Regions from separate parts of the Mus musculus genome. Here all the other regions are linked to region 4. A link is a contact called in public HiChIP or PLAC-seq and promoter capture Hi-C data. All regions are on one chromosome and are shown on one strand. The core of a region is the stretch at or near the end of the contact, and the rest is flanking DNA. Distances in the headings are between cores, read along the strand shown.

The links. HiChIP or PLAC-seq counts read pairs in DNA pulled down with a chosen protein or histone mark. Capture Hi-C pulls out chosen DNA fragments and counts their contacts.
Region 1: an HNF4G HiChIP or PLAC-seq map of pancreatic cancer cells shows a contact between it and region 4. The contact joins the promoter of D17H6S53E here to the promoter of Prrt1 in region 4. A contact is called at or near these places in 17 of 39 promoter capture datasets (the 3T3-L1 cell line, the HPC-7 cell line, cranial neural crest and 9 more), 4 of 484 Hi-C or Micro-C datasets (cerebral cortex, embryonic stem cells, muscle stem cells and 1 more), 9 of 115 datasets of contacts at active chromatin or transcription factors (embryonic forebrain, embryonic stem cells, extraembryonic endoderm stem cells and 4 more) and 1 of 9 other capture datasets (adipose tissue).
Region 2: a promoter capture Hi-C map of liver shows a contact between it and region 4. The contact joins the promoter of H2-Ab1 here to the promoter of Prrt1 in region 4. A contact is called at or near these places in 5 of 39 promoter capture datasets (cranial neural crest, hematopoietic stem and progenitor cells, liver and 2 more), 4 of 484 Hi-C or Micro-C datasets (the N1E-115 cell line, adipose-derived mesenchymal stem cells, embryonic fibroblasts and 1 more), 5 of 115 datasets of contacts at active chromatin or transcription factors (bone marrow-derived dendritic cells, bone marrow-derived macrophages, cardiomyocytes and 2 more) and 2 of 9 other capture datasets (embryonic stem cells and liver).
Region 3: a FOXA1 HiChIP or PLAC-seq map of pancreatic cancer cells shows a contact between it and region 4. The contact joins the promoter of Sapcd1 here to the promoter of Prrt1 in region 4. A contact is called at or near these places in 4 of 39 promoter capture datasets (cranial neural crest, hippocampal neurons and liver), 3 of 115 datasets of contacts at active chromatin or transcription factors (embryonic stem cells, microglia and pancreatic cancer cells) and 1 of 9 other capture datasets (liver).
Region 5: a FOXA1 HiChIP or PLAC-seq map of pancreatic cancer cells shows a contact between it and region 4. The contact joins the promoter of Hspa1b here to the promoter of Prrt1 in region 4. A contact is called at or near these places in 6 of 39 promoter capture datasets (the 3T3-L1 cell line, embryonic stem cells, hippocampal neurons and 2 more), 11 of 115 datasets of contacts at active chromatin or transcription factors (T-cell acute lymphoblastic leukemia, bone marrow-derived dendritic cells, bone marrow-derived macrophages and 6 more) and 4 of 9 other capture datasets (adipose tissue, liver, macrophages and 1 more).
Region 6: a contact with region 4 is called in an HNF4G HiChIP or PLAC-seq map of pancreatic cancer cells. The contact joins the promoter of Ddah2 here to the promoter of Prrt1 in region 4. A contact is called at or near these places in 3 of 39 promoter capture datasets (the SN4741 cell line, cranial neural crest and second pharyngeal arch cranial neural crest), 1 of 15 datasets of contacts at CTCF or cohesin (the NIH/3T3 cell line), 2 of 484 Hi-C or Micro-C datasets (CD8 T cells and embryonic stem cells) and 2 of 115 datasets of contacts at active chromatin or transcription factors (embryonic midbrain and pancreatic cancer cells).

Annotation. Positions count from the first base shown.
Region 1 is chr17:35,125,053-35,128,220 of GRCm38.p6, reverse strand. D17H6S53E (DNA segment, Chr 17, human D6S53E) reads right to left here and starts at 1,819. Exons shown (of 3, transcript NM_033477.2): 1 at 1,771-1,819; 2 at 1,436-1,578; 3 at 1-1,299. The coding sequence starts at 1,106. The coding sequence ends at 225. It overlaps Gm20522 (predicted gene 20522), which reads left to right and starts at 1,878. Exons shown (of 3, transcript NR_168268.1): 1 at 1,878-2,063; 2 at 2,906-2,988.
Region 2 is chr17:34,261,148-34,264,516 of GRCm38.p6, reverse strand. It overlaps H2-Ab1 (histocompatibility 2, class II antigen A, beta 1), which reads right to left and starts at 1,290. Exons shown (of 6, transcript NM_207105.3): 1 at 1,112-1,290. The coding sequence starts at 1,205.
Region 3 is chr17:35,026,434-35,029,729 of GRCm38.p6, reverse strand. Sapcd1 (suppressor APC domain containing 1) reads left to right here and starts at 1,714. Exons shown (of 4, transcript NM_023893.4): 1 at 1,714-1,933; 2 at 2,146-2,286; 3 at 2,944-3,036; 4 at 3,273-3,296. The coding sequence starts at 1,820. Msh5 (mutS homolog 5) reads left to right here. Exons shown (of 25, transcript NM_001146215.2): 23 at 1-77; 24 at 461-534; 25 at 878-1,125. The coding sequence ends at 989. It overlaps Gm52318 (a long non-coding RNA gene), which reads right to left and starts at 2,182. Exons shown (of 2, transcript XR_003952415.1): 1 at 2,094-2,182. It overlaps Vwa7 (von Willebrand factor A domain containing 7), which reads right to left. Exons shown (of 17, transcript NM_138582.1): 17 at 2,989-3,296.
Region 4 is chr17:34,627,563-34,630,825 of GRCm38.p6, reverse strand. Prrt1 (proline-rich transmembrane protein 1) reads right to left here and starts at 1,262. Exons shown (of 4, transcript NM_030890.2): 1 at 1,122-1,262; 2 at 1-193. The coding sequence starts at 1,140. It also overlaps a transcript of Ppt2 not described here.
Region 5 is chr17:34,957,511-34,960,987 of GRCm38.p6, reverse strand. Hspa1b (heat shock protein 1B) reads left to right here and starts at 1,750. Exons shown (of 1, transcript NM_010478.2): 1 at 1,750-3,477. The coding sequence starts at 1,981.
Region 6 is chr17:35,057,648-35,061,071 of GRCm38.p6, reverse strand. It overlaps Ddah2 (dimethylarginine dimethylaminohydrolase 2), which reads right to left and starts at 2,037. Exons shown (of 7, transcript NM_001190449.1): 1 at 1,800-2,037; 2 at 611-969; 3 at 370-469; 4 at 166-239; 5 at 1-67. The coding sequence starts at 907. Clic1 (chloride intracellular channel 1) reads right to left here. Exons shown (of 6, transcript NM_033444.2): 6 at 2,353-2,742. The coding sequence ends at 2,581.

The sequences.
Region 1 (3,168 bases), core at 570-3,069, 500 kb before region 4:
AAAAAAAAAAAAAAAAAAAAAAAAAAGCTGGTGACTTCAATGGTGATGTCCCATTGTCCATTACTGGCCATCCTAGCCAGCCCTGTCTGTCAAGTGTGACAGGAGCTCCTGTGCCTGAGTTTCCTCCCCATCCCTGAGGTCTCTGTGCTTACAATCTGGGTTTCCCCACCTTCCTCCTAAAGGCCACCCCACTATCTTTACCCTTTGCTCCCACCCTCTCCCAGTCACAACATCCTTCCGGGACCTTCCCTCTGCTCCTTGGCCTCCCTCTCCTGCCCCTCACTCTCCCAATCAGCGGTCTCCTCATCTTCAACAGGTTCCCGGAGGCTGACAGCCAGCACCAGGGCCTGCAACAAGCCAAAGAGGCAGGCAAAATGCAGGGGGTGGGCAGTAAGTAAGCTCAGCACAGCGTGGAGCCCATGTAGGGCGGCCAGGAAACATAGCAGCCCATGAAGCCAGAGGCCCACAGGTCCTCGAAGGCCCAAAGCATCCAAGATGGCTCGGAGTGGCCTGGAGCACAGAGCCAGCAGGGCTGTGGCAAGCAGCTCCAGCAGGTGCAGGGTCAAGTTGGTAGAGATCTGCAGGTACTCCTCTGGGTCCTGCAGGTAATGTGAAGGAGCCCCTGGTTCCCCCCGTAACCAACGCAGCAGCTTCTGACGGCGACCAGGTTTCTCCAACAGGGCTTCTGGCCCAATGGTGCCTAGTCTCCCTTGAGCGGACACTCCAAGGTTCTTCACGCCACCTGAATCCACAGGATCCCAGTCTAGTTTGGGAATGGCCCCTCCAGACTCCAGTCTTGCAGGCTCTTGAATGGTAGAGGCAGTCTTGTCCCGCTTGAGGGAATCCATTCTTTTGCTCCCCAGTTGATCCACTTTGAGGTCCCTGCTAGACTCTGGAGCAGCCCCGGGGGGTCTCCGTGTTCCTGAATCCTTGGTCTTAAGGGGCCCCACATCTCCCATGGTCTCTGGAGCACTGTCCCAGTCACTCCCCGAATTCTCCGGGGAGCTGTCCACCCATCTGGGTTCTGGGGCAGGCAAATCAGCCTTTGTTGATTTCTTTCGACCCCAAGGTCGAGGTAGCCAGCCACCAAGCCGTCGAAGGAACATGACTGAGCTGTGCAATGCGCTTCCCAAATCTGTGACCACTTCCTGACTCTGCGTAAGATTCTCAGGATCTCCTCCGAAGCCAGAATCAGTTCCGGTTCAGAAGAGGTGTCTGCTTGGTGATATTGTCCTACTCTGAATTCAGAAAGGACTCACACAGCCCCAAGTGTGGTAAATGGCCTGCTTCCGTGTCAGTCTAAGGGAAAAGAAATCCATTTGCCACCCCACACACTAACAAGACTTCTAGAGCCCGATAAGGCCAGGGTCACCCCCACAATGTTCTGTGCTTTCAGATTTCCTTCCCAGCAGTCAGCACCCCAAGTTTCACTCACCAAGACCACATCCCAAGGTGCCCCAGAAAGGGGAGAGGTGGTGTTCCATTGAAGGAAAGAAGGTGGTGGCCCAGGGTCCTTCGGTCCTGAAACTGAGGAACCTTCAAATCGCTGCCCAAGGGAGCTCAAGGAACAGGAAGTCTCTGTTGAGAGGAAGACGGGATGGAAGTGTCTAGCGAACTCCAGTCAGTTAAGTGCATCCCTTAACTTAGGAAGCTATCATTCCAAAAAGTGGCCCTACTGTCCCGCGAGGGCGCAGCTGAGACGCGGCCTCCGCAAGGTCAGAACAGAGATGTCCTTGGAGATCGCAGACGCAAGACACAGTACAGGCCTACCTGGGGACCCAGGCGTCTGGGTGCTCGCGCAGCGAGTAGCTGTGGGGCCCAGCGTCCGGGGAGCGGCCTCCGGGAGCCGTGCGAGCCCGGAAGCAGCTGTACCGGGTCGGGAGGGACCAGCGGGGGCGGAGCTCCGCAACCCGTGAGGCGGACTCGACAGAGCGACCTCCTCCGAAGCCCCCGCGATTCACTAGCGCAGGCGTAGAGAGAGGACCACCTAAGACCAGACCCTGAGCACGAACCCGGGTTCGGCTGCTCACCTCCCAGACCTTCCCGCCGCTGACACTGGTTAGGTATTCTAGCCCTTAGTTTGGGATTTTTTTGTTTTGTTTTTCAATGTAACTTTAGCTATCTTGAATTAGCTCGGTAGACCAGACTGGCCTTGAACTCAAAAGAGATCTGCCCGCCTCTTGTCTCCTTGATTAAAGGCACGCTGCACCACTGCCCAGCTTTGTTTTTAAGGACAGGTCCCCTATATATGTAGCTTAGATCCATATATATATATATATATATATATATAGCTCAGGATATATATAGCTCAGGAAAGGCTTGGACATATGTTGCCCAGACTGCCTTTGAGTCGATCCTCTTGCCACTGCTTCCCTGTGTGACGATTCCAGCCTCTCTGTGGTTCTTTCTCACAACCCCCGCCATTCCTCCATTTCTCACCTGAGATATCTTGTAATGCTGGTCCAGAAAGGTAAATAACAGGAGCCACGTGATTTAAGCAGCCGCCCTTTGGCCTTCCAGACTGGGATTTGAAAGCTTTCATGTTCCTAGCACTCTGTATAAGCATCTCAAGGGATTGGGGGTGCCAAGTACGTAAGAGAAGTGTAGAAAAGCATATTGCCTGGTTTTCAGGGAGTGAAATGATCTCTTAGGACTGCCTTAAGCCTTGGAATCCTAACTCAGTAAGCAGGTATGAAGCCCTAGGTTAAGCCCCATGTAGCACTCCAGAACCAGTTTTAGCTGAGTTTGATGCCAGCCTGGTCTACACATAGTGAGAGACTGTGTCTCAAAAAACAAAAAGAAAAAAAGTTCATCTTGAACTTTTTATCTGGGAGGTCAGAGCTCTGGTCACAGCTAGAATGTCACACAGGTTGGATGACATTAGTTGTATTGGCCAATCCTGCAGGACTCTACTTCCTCTCTGGGGACTTTTAACTTCCCTACCACAAGGTATTACACTTCATCACAGCTGGCTTCCTCAAGTTCAAGGTTTGTATCAGGCAGAGCAGAGCAAAGTATCTTTGGCTTTTCTCCCAATGTCAGCAGCATCTTTTGGATGCATCTTGTCTTGGAGAGGGGCCCCACCCAGGGTCTTCCCAGTGTTAGGCAGGTGCTCTAACCAAGCTATGCCCGCCCCTCTCCAACACATAGCACACTTGGTTTGTGATA
Region 2 (3,369 bases), core at 41-2,540, 370 kb after region 4:
GCTCGTCCTCACAAGAATACGCCTCAGGAAACGCAAACGGTACTTGGTACATTTGAAAAAAAAAATAATAATAAAACTAAGGGACACCAAAAGTTGGGTGGTAGAGGGGGGGGGATGGGCCTGGGTAGAGTTGGAAGAGGGAGTAAATATGACCAAAACTGTACGAAATTCTCAGCGAACTAATAAAACTAGGATACAAAAAATAAATAAAATATTTGCCAGTTTCTGCTACCCCACCCCCACCCTGTGGGACTCTCTCCTGTGTGCAAAAGGCCCTGACCCCCTAGGGGGCACTCGTTCTCAGGAGAGCCCCGACTACAAAACCAACAAATGGGAATCCAGGCAACCTCTGAGAACTGCCTGCTTGCACGGTCACTCCAGGCATCTTAAGGGTAACTGCGAGACTGAAGACACCTCTATGGCTTAGGGGACTGGGGCTTTATTTACTCTCTGGTCTCCGAACGAACTAGGACACCTCCGCTCACCCCAGGGTATGTATCACATATGTCCCTTCTGGGCCTAGTGTTTTCTTGGAAATTCAATTTACTAACTCAGTGTTTGAGTTCTGGATTCCATTTGACCAAAAAAATTAGGTTTCTTGGTCACTGGCTTCTCTCTGAGTTAGACGCCTAGAGTTCGCTCTCTTAAACCTCCACTCCACATGAGGAGTTGTCCGCAAACATCGGGACCACAGACCATCGCTGATCTGTTTCCCCACTTCAGAATCTGGCATTTCCTCCAGACAATGTACGGGGTGGGGGTGGGGGGCACTGGTATTGTAAGCCCTGTACGGGGGAGTGGGTGGGGGCACTGGTATTGTAAGCCCTGCTGTCTCCCCATGCACAACCCTTATCTTTGGTGGTCGATTTAAATTCTGCCGCCTCCTCCTCCTCCTCCGTTTATATGTCAGGCTCGCACCGGCGGCGGCACCATCCTAACTCAATATTAGAACACAGAAGTGAGAATGGAGTCTCACTCTCTCTTCAGAGAAAGGAAATCTATAGTAAAATCAGGATTTTGCCACCCCCTCCCACATCCCAGAGTCCCCAGGGTCCCTCAGAACACGACCCCCAGAGTGCTGGCTCTGGAGAGCCCTGCCCCCGGCACTTACTTTCGGAGTCTCCGCCCTCAGTCCCTGGGCTGCTCAGCACCATCAGCACCACCACAGCAGCCGAGAGGAGGAGGCTGGGGATCTGCAGAGCCATCTCTAAGGCACAGGTAATGGCAGTCACCAGGACTCACACCTGCTGTGCCCCCTTCAGAAAGCAAAGTTCTGTAGCCTGGAGTGATCTGAAATCCCAGAGTGTCAGGGTTGGTCCCAAGTGAGGAACCAATCAGCATTGGAGCTGAAGTCTGTCATCTGTCTCTGGGTAGACTTTGTTTACAAAGGCTCTCTATGCGCGGCATGGTCTGTTTCTTCATGAGCCCCACTGGATGAACGTTTGAGGTGACTGCTCCTCTCAGTTACAGAGTAAACTTTTCTAAACTGCAGACTGCCTGTGTTTGGGGGTTTAAAGAGAAAAGTGCGTGAAGTATAGACAACTTTGGGATAATTATTTCAAATCTACTGTTCTTACACTTGAGGTTGTAGTGGGAGAAATGAGTGTGACATGTATTAAGAGACAGAGAAATCATGTTTTGTTACATCTGACCCTCTGGGGTGCCTCAGGTGAGAAAGCAGAGTTCTTGGGGAGTCGCTGAGCCTCTTTCCAATCCTGGAATTCTCTTTGTAAAATGCAAGCCATGTTCCCTGAACTGTATTCTAGGTTTTGATAAGCTCACATGGAAGAGCAGTGTGATGTGGTTAATAATGGAAAGCATTGAGCTGTCCTGTGTACATGTTGGAAATGTCAGGTTAATGTGTGTCTCAGCCCTGCTGGCTCATGCACCTTCCCCATGCAGGAGTCTTCTACATTCACGATATTCCAATGAAAATACAGAAGTTGATCAGCCCAACGTTGCTCTTGTGGATTCTTCTGCTGTTTAAATCCTCCATAACCATGATGTCAGCTAAGGAAAACTCCACAACCTTTTAGGGCTTCCAGATCCAGCTGCCTGGAATTTCAAGGACAAAAGGCTAATGGTGTAAAATAGCAGTTTCAGGAAGGGACAGCCATAGGTTTGTCACACTGTGCCAGGCTGAATAACAGAGTCATCAACTTGTGCTTCAAATACATCTCTCCTCAGGTATACACTACTAAGTCTAATTGTCCATCAGCTGGAATGGTACCTGACAAATACCAAATGACTAAACAATAAGTCTCTTTCCCTGAAACTACAACACTATCTCTATTATTTTAGATCCTAGTTAAACAGGGGTCAGGACCTGAAAACAGAGTTGATGAAGGAAAAGGGAAAGACGTAGAGTTGGGTAACAAGACCATCCCGTGGGGGCTCCAGCAGCGCAGGTGAACTGCAGCATTCCAGGGTCCACACTGGCACCCTGATGTAGAGAACCAGAGAGGGACCGCACTGGGCTCTCACCATCAGCTCTGCTCAGGACAGACACAGATCTCCTAAGCCTAGGCAGGGAGCATGCAGGAGAAACATCAACTCAGATGTGGAAAGGGTTAGCAGACAAACATGGCCATTCAGGGACCATGGCAGTGGATGCTCTCAGGGTCCTCAGCCCCCACGTCAGACCTCCACACAATAATCTGCAGCCTCTGCCTCTTCTACACCTTCCCTAAGATGAAACCTAATAGGCTGTGTCCTCGGCTGGGAAGAGAAGAAGCCTGTGCAACACAGGGGATTTCCAGCTCTCCTAGGCCTCTTCACACAGGCTTTTCACCTAGCAACAGAAGCATCATCAGGAATCCTTTTTCTGATTGGCTGATATCACATTAGAAAACCAGTGCCTTGGGCTTCTGCCAGCTCCTTCTGCCCAGCCCAGCCTTCACTGAATCCTCAGCAGGGTTCATGTCCATACTGTATCACACGAGACAGTCACCCACTTCTTCCCTGGCTTGAAAGAAAGGGAACCCCAAAACCTCAGTCGCTGGTGCCTTCCATGACTCACGGTGGTCCTGTGTGGAGACAGGACACTTAGACTGTGGGCAGTGTAGACCCGTCTGGCTGCAGAATACAAACTACTACTCATACTGGCCAAAGTTTACAGGGGACATCTTCAGTTCGTAAGTGTAGGAGAAAAGAACTGTGGACCCCTTCCAGGGAACTCAAGAAGAAACTCTCTCCTCAGCCAGCATCCCTTGAAATCAGTGCTTCAGTGGGGCCAACTGTGAAACTAATAATCAAATTGCCACGACAAAGGTCACCCAGGACACTATTGTGTCCACTCGAGGTATCAAGGCCCCACAGCTCCTCCCAACACTATTAATATAACGCTAAGAATGATGTTGAGTTTTCCTT
Region 3 (3,296 bases), core at 465-2,964, 400 kb before region 4:
TCGCCAGTGCCAGCCACGCCTCCCACACAGCGGCCCAGGCTGGGCTTCCTGACCCACTCATTGCTCGTGGCAAAGAGGTAATGAGCACCACCCCACCTCGGGCCCCCTCAAGTACACTGCTCCTCTTGCTAAGTTTAAGATTGACTTATCTTATGCATATGAGTGTTTTCCTTGAATTTATATAAATACACCACATGTGCCTGGTGTCTGTGGAGGTCAGAAAATGACATCAATCTCAGGACACTGGAGTTACAGATGGTTTGTGAGCTGCCAGTGGGTGCTGGGAATTGAACCCAGGTTCTCTGAGAGAGCAGTCAGTGCTCTTAGCTGCTGAGGCATCTCTGCACCCTCTTTCCTGTTCCTCTTGAAACTCTGGACTTGTAGGCCCACAGGACTTCTGACCCTCATTTCCCCTCTTCCCTAACGTCCTCACCCCATCCTCCCTGTGCCTCTGTGCTAGGTCTCAGACTTGATCCGCAGTGGGAAACCCATCAAGGCCACGAATGAGCTTCTGAGGAGGAACCAAATGGAAAAGTGAGTGGGGCCTGCCATGCTCCCCACAGCTCCTGTGTTCTCCCTCACCTGGCCCCAGCCATCTTTCTGCAGCCCCGTGCTCTCTTCCTCCTCCTCCTCCTCCTCCTTCTCCTCACCAAGTCAGGTGTGGCACGGGCACGTGCCTGTAAGCCTGGTGTTCAAGGCCAGCCTGAGCTACATAGCAAGACCTTGTCAGAAAACGACAAACAAAACCAACTCAGTATCCATGGCTGCTTTTGAAACGCTTGGCTCTCCAAGGCTGCAGTTTCCCGCACAGACCCTCCCCTCTGTCTGCATAGGGAGTTGGCGACCCAGCAGCCACACTGTTCTGTCTCTCCTGCAGCTGCCAGGCACTGGTGGATACGTTTCTAAAACTGGACTTGGAGGATCCCACCCTGGACCTGGACATTTTCATTAGTCAGGAAGTGCTGCCCGCTGCTCCCACCATCCTCTGAGAGTCCTCCCTCGCCTCCCAGCTACCTGAGCCCCGGGGCCTACCATGCCTTTTCGGGTTTTTTTTTTTCCCTTACTGCAGAGTTCTCAGTTTGCACATTGTGTCTTGTGCTAGGAATAAAGCTTATTTTAGATCAAGGTGTTTCCTTAGGTCACCCAACAGGACATCAGCTGGGACAGGGGGAAGTCACTCAAATATAGTGACAGTTGGGCTGGGCAGATGCTCAGTGATTAGAGGCACTGACTGCTCTTGCAGAGAAAGTGGCTTTGGTTCCAAGAACCACATGGTGGGTCACATCTGTGTGTCACTCCAGTTCCAAGGGATCTTACACCCTCTTCTAGTCTCAGGGGCTCTGGGACACATGGAATACACATAAGCTCATGGACACACACATACACATAAACTAACAAGTAGATAATTACATTTAGTCAGGAATGGTGGTATAAATAAATAAATGCAGGTACGATGGTGCAGACCTTTAATTCTACCACTGGGAAGACAAAGGCAGGTGGAGCTCTGAGTTTGAGGCCAGCCTGGTCTATATAGTGAGTTCCAGGCTAGCTAGGCTACACAGGGAGACCCTGACTCTAAATAAAACTTTAAATAAATTTAGATTCTGTCCTTGGGACTCAATGAGGACAAGCTACTTCCAACAGACTATACAAAACAAAAACCACAAAAACAAAAATGAAGGTTGACACACAGTTTAAGGGAAGCTATCTGTTGCCTTAAGAATTATCCTGGCCTCACAGGCTGAAAGACAAGGCAGGATGGGTAGAAGATGGGTTGGGGAGGGACCAGCCCCGGCTCCGCCCTTCCTACTTTAGAGCCATGGAGAGCCCAGGTCCTGGTGGGCCACCCCTGGTGCAAGCGCCCTACACTGTTCTGCTGCTACCACTGGGGACAAGCCGCCAAGACCCAGGAGCCCAGAACTTCTTCCTCTGGGTGAGTGCGAGACCAACTCAGTCTTGGGACATCCCCTCCCATGATGTACCCTGCATATATTTCCTCTCAACTGAGGACCCACAGACTTTCCCTCTGTATTCCTTTGTTATTCAAATCCTTAGTGATCAGATAGTGAGCCCTTTAGAGGAGATTGCCATACCTAGGGTCCTGCTGGGAGTGAGTCGTTTTGGCCTGTGTCTCCTCTAAGCCAGCTGCAGATGATGCAGGCTCTGGAGAGGGAACAAGATGCTCTGTGGCAGGGCCTGGAGCTGCTGGAGCATGGCCAGGCCTGGTTCGCAGACCGGCTGAGGGAGACCCAGCAACGGCAGCTGCAGCTGGGGGCCCTTGGCGAGGTAGGGGGCAGCCATCTGTGCACGGGCTGGGGAGGGAGAAGCAGGGAGCACGTGGACCTCAAAGGCTGCTCTGGGAAGGGGAGGGTTAACGGGCAGGGCACATGAACTGGAATAGCATTGGAAATGACAGGACAGCCACCAGTGTTCATTGTGCTGGAAGAAGTGGTCTGCATTCCATTCAGAGGGACTCCATCTGAGCACCCCACAGAGAATCAGAGAGTGGCCTGGGTGTCTCTCACTGGGCGGGGGGGGGGGGGGGGGGAGAAGACCCATAAGGAACAGGAGTGGGGGTGGGGTTCCAGGGTGGGGGTGGGGTTCCAGGTAGTTTGAAAGGAACTGACTGCAATTTTAAGAGATGGAGGTGGAGTGGTGGCCCACGCCTTTAATCCCGGCACTTGGGAGGCAGAGGCAGGCAGATTTCTGAGTTCGAGGCCAGCCTGGTCTACAGAGTGAGTTCCAGGACAGCCAGGGCTACAGAGAAACCCTGTCTCCAAAAACCAAAAAAAAAAAAAGATGGAGGTGGAGAGAGAGGGCTGGCCTTTCCATCTGTCTGGAAGGGTTCTGGGAGAAGGGAATCTGATGAGAAGAGTGGCCCGTGGTGAGGAAGTGGCAGGAGGACCTGTCTCCAGCACTCGGTCACCCTCCAACCCTGCCTAGGACTTTCTGATGGACTTGCATTCAGAGACTGATGCCCCTCTGCTAACCCGGATTCAAAAGGTGAATGCTTGTCTGCACAGTCTGATTCACAAGGTGAGTTTATTAGTTTTAATTTCTAGACTTCGGGGACGGACGGGGCTTTTGGAGTCGTACTGATTTAGCCTCGTCCATATGCACTGGCTGACTCCCACACAGTCCAGGACCAGGAGGGAATGTCAGGGCAAGAGAACTTCTGGTGGCAATGGGTGAACTGACAGGGGTTGAGCCCTGGCTGACAAACCCACAGGGTGGGGGACGGTGCAGGGCAGGGCGGATTCTCTCTCTTTTAGGAGTTGTCAAAGCATCGGAAAGGA
Region 4 (3,263 bases), core at 13-2,512:
GCACTGGCCGCAGCAGAGGCCAGGCCACCTGCTCCTAAGCGCGGGAGGGTGGCGGTGCCAGACTGGTGGTAATGGTGGTGGTGGTGGTGATGTGAGGATGGGGCCGTTTGTGGGGGCGGGATGGGGGGCTCGGCCGGTGGCTGGGGGGCATTGTAGGGCGGCGGTGAAGTGTGGGGAACCGAGTCTGGAAGGCCTGGCCATGGAAAAGCCGAGGAGAGGATAAGGGGAGAGAGAAGACAGCAGAGATCAGAAGGGTAAGAGACATGAGACAGCAAGAGATGGAGAAAGAGCGAGGGAGATACAGCCGAGACGACATCTCCCATTTTGGGGTCAGGGAAGGGGTTGTATGTAGGCCACCTGGCCCCAATCTAGTTTTGCCGTCACAACTGTCACAGCTCCTCCCAGGCTCCGCTGCTGTCAACCACAACCCTCATTCAGGGTTGTCTCTGAGCCAGCTGTCCCCTCTTCCTGCACATGTGGTCGTGTCACAGGGGTCATGCACGCTCAGTTTAACATTTCCACTTTGCTTCAGGTGGAGTTACCTGGGAATCTCATGGGCCTCCGTTAAGGTCCATGACAAAGCTTCTGGGACTAGGCATAGTGGTTCATGCCTGTAATCCTTGTACTTGTGAAGCAGCCGGGGAAGGGTGAAGAACTGGGAAGTTCAAGACCAGCCTGGGCTACAGAGGGGAATCTCATCTCAAAGAAGAAAAAAAATTGTCTTCTAGATATTACTTTCCCAACAACCCAGTCTGATTAAGTCTCCGTTATTTTTCCACTGGGTGTCTCCATGCCACTGAACCGGTGACTGTCCATCTGTCACTCCCAGGGATGATGTCCCTGCAGAACCTGGCTCTGCCTCCCTTTCCATTTCAAAACTGCACCCCCCCCCCATGTTGTTGACAAGGGACCAAGGGACAGAGGCAGACTGACCCGAAGGAAGAGAAGGATGGGATATAGAAAGGGGAGGGGGTGGGGTATGCATGGAGAGAAGGAATGGAACTGAGCCACACAACATCCCAGAGGGGGTCAAAGAAGGGGATTAGGGCAAGTGGAGGTTAGGTAGGAGATGACAGAGGGGGTTGGGGGAGGGATATATATATATATAGTTTTTTTTTTACCTGACTTTTCTGACGACATGTTTGCAATCGTTGGGACAGGGTCTCTGAAGCTGGAGTCAGGGCCCCCTGACTGCTGGCGCAGGAGTCTTAGTGTCTCAGTCCGGGATGGCGCAGCGGCGGTAGCAGCAGCAGCGCGGAAATGGAGAGATGAAGACAGTGTGTGTTGGGGGGGGGGGGTGGCTGGGGGGGAGCTTAAAGGGACCGAGGCAGGGATGGGGGAGAGCTTCAGAAGTCTCCCCCCGAAAAACTCGGTTTCTCTCTGCTTCTGGACCACCTCTTTCCTCCTCTCACCCTGGCAGTCAAGCCCCCAGTTTAGCTCCCTTGGAGTTGTCATGGAAACCGGGAGGCAAGACCAGGCAAGGCGGGTGGGACTAAGAGAAGGAGGGAGGGAGGGAGAAATCTCTAGAGCCTCTCCCGCAAAGACTCGCTGTAGTGATTATATTGTGAGAAGAAGCCAGCTCAATGGATTTACCACACTTATCTCCAGACCCCGTTCAAGCAGTCCCTGCTCATCCATGGGGTTGCTCCCTCAGTTTCCCTCAGAACATCCTGCAAGATAGTTCTAGGTTTCTCCAGGTGTGAGACAGAACTGTACAAAGAGTGGAACCAAGAGGTTCAGACCCCCCCTCCCCCATATACAGCCTGACAATAGAGGTAAGATGCTGACTGTGGCTAAAGAAAAGGAGAAAAAGAAAGCGCCTGTGGGGGTACACAGGTACCTTCTTTCTCTAGGGTTATAAGAAGCTGAAATGCTTCATCAGAGGGAAGCAAGCTCTAATTGCTTGTTTGTGACAGGCAGGTTTGGAAAAGCGTGCTTGTTGGGGGCTGAAGAGTTCTTGGTCCAGTCAGCAGTCACAACCTCTCCTTAAAGCACTCCCTCTCTCCCCCCTCCTCCTGCCCCAAGACGCAGATCCACCCCCGGAGTCAACCCAAGACACAGCGGTGACTTCCACTCTTTTTATTTGCTTTTTGTGTCTTGTAAGGGCGTGGGTGGGGAGGTGGGGTAAGGATAGGCCCTCTACAGAGGTTACACCAGTTGAGCCTTTTTTGCAGAAACCTAGCAGGAGAATCAGAAACACCCCTTTAGGATTTTCCAACTCTCTCCAGAGACAGTTGCTCTAGGACAAAGCCCCTCTGGTGGCGTCCTGGAGAGCAGTCTCCAAAGCCCTGGCTTGAGCCCGTTCCAGGTCTGAGAAATTTTTACCCACGGCCTCATACCGGTGGTTCTGGTTTTTCAACCGTGCATGGATCAGAGGGAACCTTGGACCCATCCCTCCCACACCATCTTCAATACACGCTTCTGGTTTTATTAAGTTCAGATTAAACAAAGTCCCTGAGTACAGGCCTTGAAGCTCAGAAACCCTGCAAACTTATTTAATTGCTAAGTAAAAGCACTGACGGATAAAGGCTATTCCCTGGCACTCCGGCGCGCCGTAGGGGTCACGGGTAGGCCGAGTGGTGCCAGCGCCCGCAGCGGGGAGGAAGTCTGCCTGCACTGGCAGGGTTTGTGTCGCCAGCAGCCCGCAGGGATCTGAGGAGCAGTTTGTCGGGGTCGCTCAGGATTGAAAGACTGGTGGAAATCCTGTGGTGAGTCCTTGAAGCCCACGGGGCCCCACGCCCATATAAGGTGGGTCCGGGAGGGTGGGTCGTGAATGCGGAGATAAAAGTAGGGCCAGAGAAACTGGGTCAGGCTGCACTTCACTTGAGGGGCCTGGAGGACTCTCGGCGTCTCCGGAGACAAGGGCACAACACGCACTTCAAAGTGAAGAGTTGTAAGGCGCTGATCCGGAGCGGGAGGGCAGGCAGGAGTGGGAAGAGGGGCTCTTCAGCTGTGATCGGCCTGGCACTCTGGCCTAACACAAGCCTGGCGTCCAGCGATAGAAGCGGGAGTCGCCTTTCGTCAGTCCTAACCTCCCCCCTCGCACGTTTTCTTGGGCTCTGCTACGAAGCCAGACAGCCTGGATTGGAAAGTGGGCCGCATTAAGGAGGGGAAGTTGCACCCCTGGGTGGCTGGATGCAGCTGAAGCCTAGGAATGCCTTCTTTAGAAACCCAGTATTATCTTTTTCTGCTGTTGCCTCTCCCCATCCGGCTAAATGGATCGCTCTGTCTATTTCCTCCCCAGTTCTTTGGGTGCAATGGAA
Region 5 (3,477 bases), core at 501-3,000, 330 kb before region 4:
GCCAATGGAGTTGTATTTAAAAGCAGGGCTCCCTCCAGAAACTGCCTCCTCCAATTCACACTCAGAGACCTGTGTGTGTAGTTTGTAGTGCTTGTCTGGAATTCCAGCACTTAGGAGTCAAGGCTAGAGGAGCAAGAGTTTAAGATCAGCTTTGGCTACACAGTAAGTTCAAGGCCAGCCTGGGCTATGTAAGACCCTATTTCAAAATAAAAGAAAAAAAAGTTTAATATGAAAAAGATGTGTGTATGTGACAATTAACAGTCTCTCTCTGCTATGGGTGTTATCTACGTTGTTTTTTTTTTTTTTTTTTTTTTTTCTGAAAGAGAGGCTCTAATGTAGCTAAGGCTAGCCTCAAACTCTTCATCCTCCTGCCCGCCCCTCCAAAGCATGAGGATTACAGAGGTGGGCCACCATACCCAGTAACCTCATACTGTGGTTTCAAGGCATCTGACTAGGGGGTCTTTAATTCCTACACAGGAGGAGAAAGGAGGGGCAGAGAAGGAGAAAAGGGGACATCACTGACAGCTAAATGTACTTATAATTAAAAGGGAGAGGGTAGACCAGGCATAGAAAGTGATGTTTAGGACAAAAAGCTAATAGGGTGAATTAGTAGGCGGGCCCCAACACCCAGGCTTAGGATCTCACCGGAAAGTTCGCAGGGCACTGTGAGGCAAGATGCTATCAGAGGATAGGGCACGCCATCTCTTCTAAAAGAGGTGAACAGACAGAGACGGCAGACACAGACAGAAGAACCAACGAACTGTTGATTAACCTGACCTTACTACAGCAGAGCACAGACCCTACAGTGGTGCTTGGCAAAGAGCAATTTTTATTTAATCTTTTGAGATAGGGTTCCTCTATAACGGAGGCTGGTCTTGGACTCTCTACAGTCCTTCTGCCTCACCGTCTATGGAAAGTTTTTTCTTACTAATGTCAGGCTGCAGCCTGAGGCAAAGGGAGTGGCTACAGCCTGGCACGGTCGATTAAGCCCTGCTCTCCGGGTCCTGGGACACTTTCCTTTTTCCTCTTTTGAGTCACAGGTCCTCCTAACATGAGAATCAAGTATTTTCACGCTGATTTCCTTATAAAATTGTGAGAACTCCATAGGCGATGTACCGCCTACTCCTACCTTAACCGTGATGTAAAGACAGCAAAACAAATGAACTATACTGCAAGATCTCTTCTATTTCCCTATTCAAACCTAAAATGAAGAGGGAGGGGGAGACATGGACAAGCAAGCATTCCACAGGCGCCCCTGCCCAACGCTGTCACTCAAACCAGGACCCAATCACAGACTTTTTAGCCAAGCCTTATCCCGCCTCTCTTGAGAAACTTTCTGCGTCCGCCATCCTGTAGGAAGGATTTGTACACTTTAAACTCCCTCCCTGGTCTGAGTCCCACACTCTCACCACCCAGCACCTTCAGGAGCTGACCCTTAACAGCTTCACCCACAGGGACCCCGAAGTTGCGTCGCCTCCGCAACAGTGTCAATAGCAGCACCAGCACTTCCCCACACCCTCCCCCTCAGGAATCCGTACTCTCTAGCGAACCCCAGAAACCTCTGGAGAGTTCTGGACAAGGGCGGAACCCACAACTCCGATTACTCAAGGGAGGCGGGGAAGCTCCACCAGACGCGAAACTGCTGGAAGATTCCTGGCCCCAAGGCCTCCTCCGGCTCGCTGATTGGCCCAGCGGAGAGTGGGCGGGGCCGGTGAAGACTCCTTAAAGGCGCAGGGCGGCGAGCAGGGCACCAGACGCTGACAGCTACTCAGAATCAAATCTGGTTCCATCCAGAGACAAGCGAAGACAAGAGAAGCAGAGCGAGCGGCGCGTTCCCGATCCTCGGCCAGGACCAGCCTTCCCCAGAGCATCCACGCCGCGGAGCGCAACCTTCCCAGGAGCATCCCTGCCGCGGAGCGCAACTTTCCCCGGAGCATCCACGCCGCGGAGCGCAGCCTTCCAGAAGCAGAGCGCGGCGCCATGGCCAAGAACACGGCGATCGGCATCGACCTGGGCACCACCTACTCGTGCGTGGGCGTGTTCCAGCACGGCAAGGTGGAGATCATCGCCAACGACCAGGGCAACCGCACGACCCCCAGCTACGTGGCCTTCACCGACACCGAGCGCCTCATCGGGGACGCCGCCAAGAACCAGGTGGCGCTGAACCCGCAGAACACCGTGTTCGACGCGAAGCGGCTGATCGGCCGCAAGTTCGGCGATGCGGTGGTGCAGTCCGACATGAAGCACTGGCCCTTCCAGGTGGTGAACGACGGCGACAAGCCCAAGGTGCAGGTGAACTACAAGGGCGAGAGCCGGTCGTTCTTCCCGGAGGAGATCTCGTCCATGGTGCTGACGAAGATGAAGGAGATCGCTGAGGCGTACCTGGGCCACCCGGTGACCAACGCGGTGATCACGGTGCCCGCCTACTTCAACGACTCTCAGCGGCAGGCCACCAAGGACGCGGGCGTGATCGCCGGTCTAAACGTGCTGCGGATCATCAACGAGCCCACGGCGGCCGCCATCGCCTACGGGCTGGACCGGACCGGCAAGGGCGAGCGCAACGTGCTCATCTTCGACCTGGGGGGCGGCACGTTCGACGTGTCCATCCTGACGATCGACGACGGCATCTTCGAGGTGAAGGCCACGGCGGGCGACACGCACCTGGGAGGGGAGGACTTCGACAACCGGCTGGTGAGCCACTTCGTGGAGGAGTTCAAGAGGAAGCACAAGAAGGACATCAGCCAGAACAAGCGCGCGGTGCGGCGGCTGCGCACGGCGTGTGAGAGGGCCAAGAGGACGCTGTCGTCCAGCACCCAGGCCAGCCTGGAGATCGACTCTCTGTTCGAGGGCATCGACTTCTACACATCCATCACGCGGGCGCGGTTCGAAGAGCTGTGCTCGGACCTGTTCCGCGGCACGCTGGAGCCCGTGGAGAAGGCCCTGCGCGACGCCAAGATGGACAAGGCGCAGATCCACGACCTGGTGCTGGTGGGCGGCTCGACGCGCATCCCCAAGGTGCAGAAGCTGCTGCAGGACTTCTTCAACGGGCGCGACCTGAACAAGAGCATCAACCCGGACGAGGCGGTGGCCTACGGGGCGGCGGTGCAGGCGGCCATCCTGATGGGGGACAAGTCGGAGAACGTGCAGGACCTGCTGCTGCTGGACGTGGCGCCGCTGTCGCTGGGCCTGGAGACTGCGGGCGGCGTGATGACGGCGCTCATCAAGCGCAACTCCACCATCCCCACCAAGCAGACGCAGACCTTCACCACCTACTCGGACAACCAGCCCGGGGTGCTGATCCAGGTGTACGAGGGCGAGAGGGCCATGACGCGCGACAACAACCTGCTGGGGCGCTTCGAGCTGAGCGGCATCCCGCCGGCGCCCAGGGGCGTGCCGCAGATCGAGGTGACCTTCGACATCGACGCCAACGGCATCCTGAACGTCACGGCCACCGACAAGAGCACCGGCAAGGCCAAC
Region 6 (3,424 bases), core at 788-3,287, 430 kb before region 4:
CCCCCATGCCACAGAGGCCGCGCAGGTGCGAGGAGCCTGAGACCGGTACCGTTGAGACAGCGAAGTCCTAGAAGAGCAGGAGGATTTAGGGGTGCGTAAGGAGCACAGGTCAAGCCCTCTGGCATATTGGCCGCACTCATTCTCCAAACTTCTCTGGTTCCTCACCCGGAACGTGTCTGCCACGATCTCAGCTCCTCGATGATTGGTCCACTTGGAGAGGCCTACGAAAAACTCCCGGCCTGAATCCCGGGAGGATGCGAAGGTTTGAAGGCCAGAGTGAGTTTGGAGTCAAGACCTGAGATCTCCTAGTCTCCCAAACTCTGCTTCCCTTGCCAAGCCCACATAGGTGCTGACCATCCGTTGCCTCACCGGTGAAGAGGACGTCGGTGCCGTCCAGCGTCGCATTCTCATCCCCCATCTCCACAATTCGGAGTCCCAAGTCCTGGAGGGCTTTACGCACTCCATCAACCTTGGAGAAGAGAGAGCAGGCAGAGACATCCTCACTCCCTATTTTCTGCCAATCCCAGACATCCAGCCTCCTCCCCTCGACCTTCTTCCACCCCACCCCGCGCAATCCTGTTCTCCAACACACCCGCACCCGGGTCCTCACCTCAGGCCTACGTGCTGGGCTCCAGGGCCTTGTGATTAGGGCCGTGTCTCCTTGGATCACAGCCGTGTCACCAAGCAGTGGTCCCAGCGGCAGTGACTCCTCAGGAGGCAGTTCAAGCAGCTGCAGCCCTAGTCGTTGCCTCAGTTTACCTCCTAGTACTCCATGCTCCCTTTGAGCTTTAGCCAGGTCCAGAGCCGGAAGACCAGCGCCAGCACCTTCCCCGGATGCCAAGCTCTCGGGGACACCCCGGATCAGGGCATGGGAACAACGACCCAGCCCCTCCCCCGGCGTCCCCATCACATCCACACCGAAGCCCCTTCCAGCCAAGCTGTTTTGTTTTTTCTCTTGACTTCACTGGTCTAAGAGAAGAAACAGAAAGGGGTGGGGGTAGAAGAGAAAGACATGCAAAGAAGAGAAGGGGTGAGTGTTAAAAGCTCCTAGGTCTTCCTCCTGCCATCTCCAGGCGCCCCTCCCACTCTGCCCCACCCCCTCCAAACCTTCTGGCTCTGTGGACCCCGCTCAGCCTCCTTTCACCGGGGATCTGCTTTAAGAGGCGCCCAAGGGAACAAGACTTGGATCCTTAATCTCCCAAACACCTGTTGCCCCTGCTCGGGGCTCCGCTAGGTCCCTGCCCCGCGCCCCTCCTGGCAGCCGCTAGGATGCGCTCACTCCCCAAAAATGCGGCGGCCCCGCCCCCTTAACCCTCAGCTGCTCGCAGCAGGAGGGACCCAAAGTCCTGCCAGGGACCCGCAGAGGTTATAGGACTGGAAAAGAAAACTGGGTGGTGAATCAGGACCTGGGGTGTGAAGTCCCGTATGCTCGAAGGAGAAAGGGAAACGGGCGCAAACCCGAGGAACTAGAATCTAAGGAGTTAAGCATCCTCTCTCTCCACCCCGGGTCGTCACGCTGCCCTTCGAGCGACCCAGTACAAACCAGACTTAGTCCCGGAGGACTGGGAGAGGTCTTAAACGAAATCTGGAGGGCGGAGAAACGGGGGAGGGGCGCGGCGTGGAGCCACTCCAGGCTTCAGAACTCCGTACCCCTGTCCATCTTCTAAAGTCTACCCCGCCCAGCTCTTCGCCCAAGTGCAGGTTATTCGCACACTCCGTCCGGTGCAGGGACGTATGCAGCACCCCCAAACTCCAGTCTCCCCATACCGTTTCGGAGACAGCCCCCTCTTCAGACTCACCAGCGGCCACCTCCACTCCTGCAGCCTTGTGATTTCAGCCTTGGCCCCACCCCCAGAGGAGAGAGTTAATGAAGATGGGAGTCTGAGTCCTCAAGCTGGAGAGACGGATAGCTCGGGCTTTTGAGGGGTTCCCAGGGTAGGCGAGCTCACGTACGACGATGGGGCGGGGGCGCGATGGTCTGGCGGCTCCGGGGCATTGTCTAAGCGGGACGGGGCGGGACCTTCTAAGACCACGCCCATTCCGCCCTGCTAGGCCGCGCCCATTCCTCCAGGGCTGAGTGCCCCCCTTCCCTGAACTCAGGCACCGCCCCCAGAGCAGTGTCCAGGCCCACCCTGATCCTGCTAGCCCTGGCTGTGGGGTTACAATCGCGATGTGGACCACGAAACAGCCCTCTTATGGACAGATACAAAACATGGCAGCCCCTGTACAAACACTCCCCTCCCAAATTCCCAGCAGTTACACTGAGCTTAAAAGATCACTGACCCTTCTCTTCATTTGGAGCCCACTACACTTTAAGCCGTCTTTGTGTAAAAACAACACTAGATTTTTTTCCATTCTGTATTTTATTACTGAAATGCGTTGTCCTACCCACCCCATCCCAAAATAAAAATCTTACCCTTGTCCACTATCCTTTGCCTTATCCCACAGCCCCACCCCACAAGTGCCCCGGATTTCCTGCCCACTGGCAATTTCGGAGTGTGTCCATTATGCAGCAACGTGGAAGCCCCCCGAAGCCTCTGTGGAGAGCACAGAGTGGGTGAAGGACCCTTTAAAAAGTGCTCATTTGAGAGCCCTGGCCACTTGCTCATAGGCTAGCTCTATCTCTTCATCATCTGGACAGGTGGAGGCAAATTCTTCCCGGGCATAAGCGTTGCTCAAGTACCGATGCACTCCACGGAATGCCTCTGGGATGGTGAAGCCTCTGTACTTTTTGCACACCACCTAAAGGTTAGAGAGAGGTCAGTGTGTTAGCCCCAGGGAAGGCATGCTTGCTTTGCTTTGAAGCTGTTGAACTTTCTCTTCCTTTAGGGTCTGCCAGGTAAAAAACAAAAACAAAAAACAAAACAAAACAAACAAAAAACCGAGCCCTGTCCAGGATGCCAGACCAATGAACTTCGATTCTTACAAGCTTTTTTGCTGCCGTTCTTTTGAGATAGGGTCTCTCTGTGTCACGCAGGCTGGATGATCTCTGGAATGGTATTACAGACATGTACCCTGTGCCTAGAGTCTTTAAAAATTGTACTTTTAGATGTTATTTATTTAGGCTTTTCAAGACAGGGTTTCTCTGTGTAGCCCTGGCTGTCCTGGAACTTGCTCTGTAGACCAGGCTGGTCTCAAACTCTGGAATGCACCCATCTCTACCTCCTAAGGGCTGGGATTAAAGGCGTGCACCACCATGCTGGCTAGACTTATTTTTATTTTATGAGGATGGGCGTTTGTTTATTTGTATGACTGTGCATCAGATCCTCTGGTCTGAGTTACAGATGCTGTTAGGTGCCATGTGGGTGCTGGCAACTGAACATGGTCCTCAAGAAGAGCAGTCAGTGCTCTTAACCCCTGAGCCAGCCCCTCTAGAGACTTCTCACCGATTCTTTCCCTTCCATCCCCATCCTCACTACCCCCT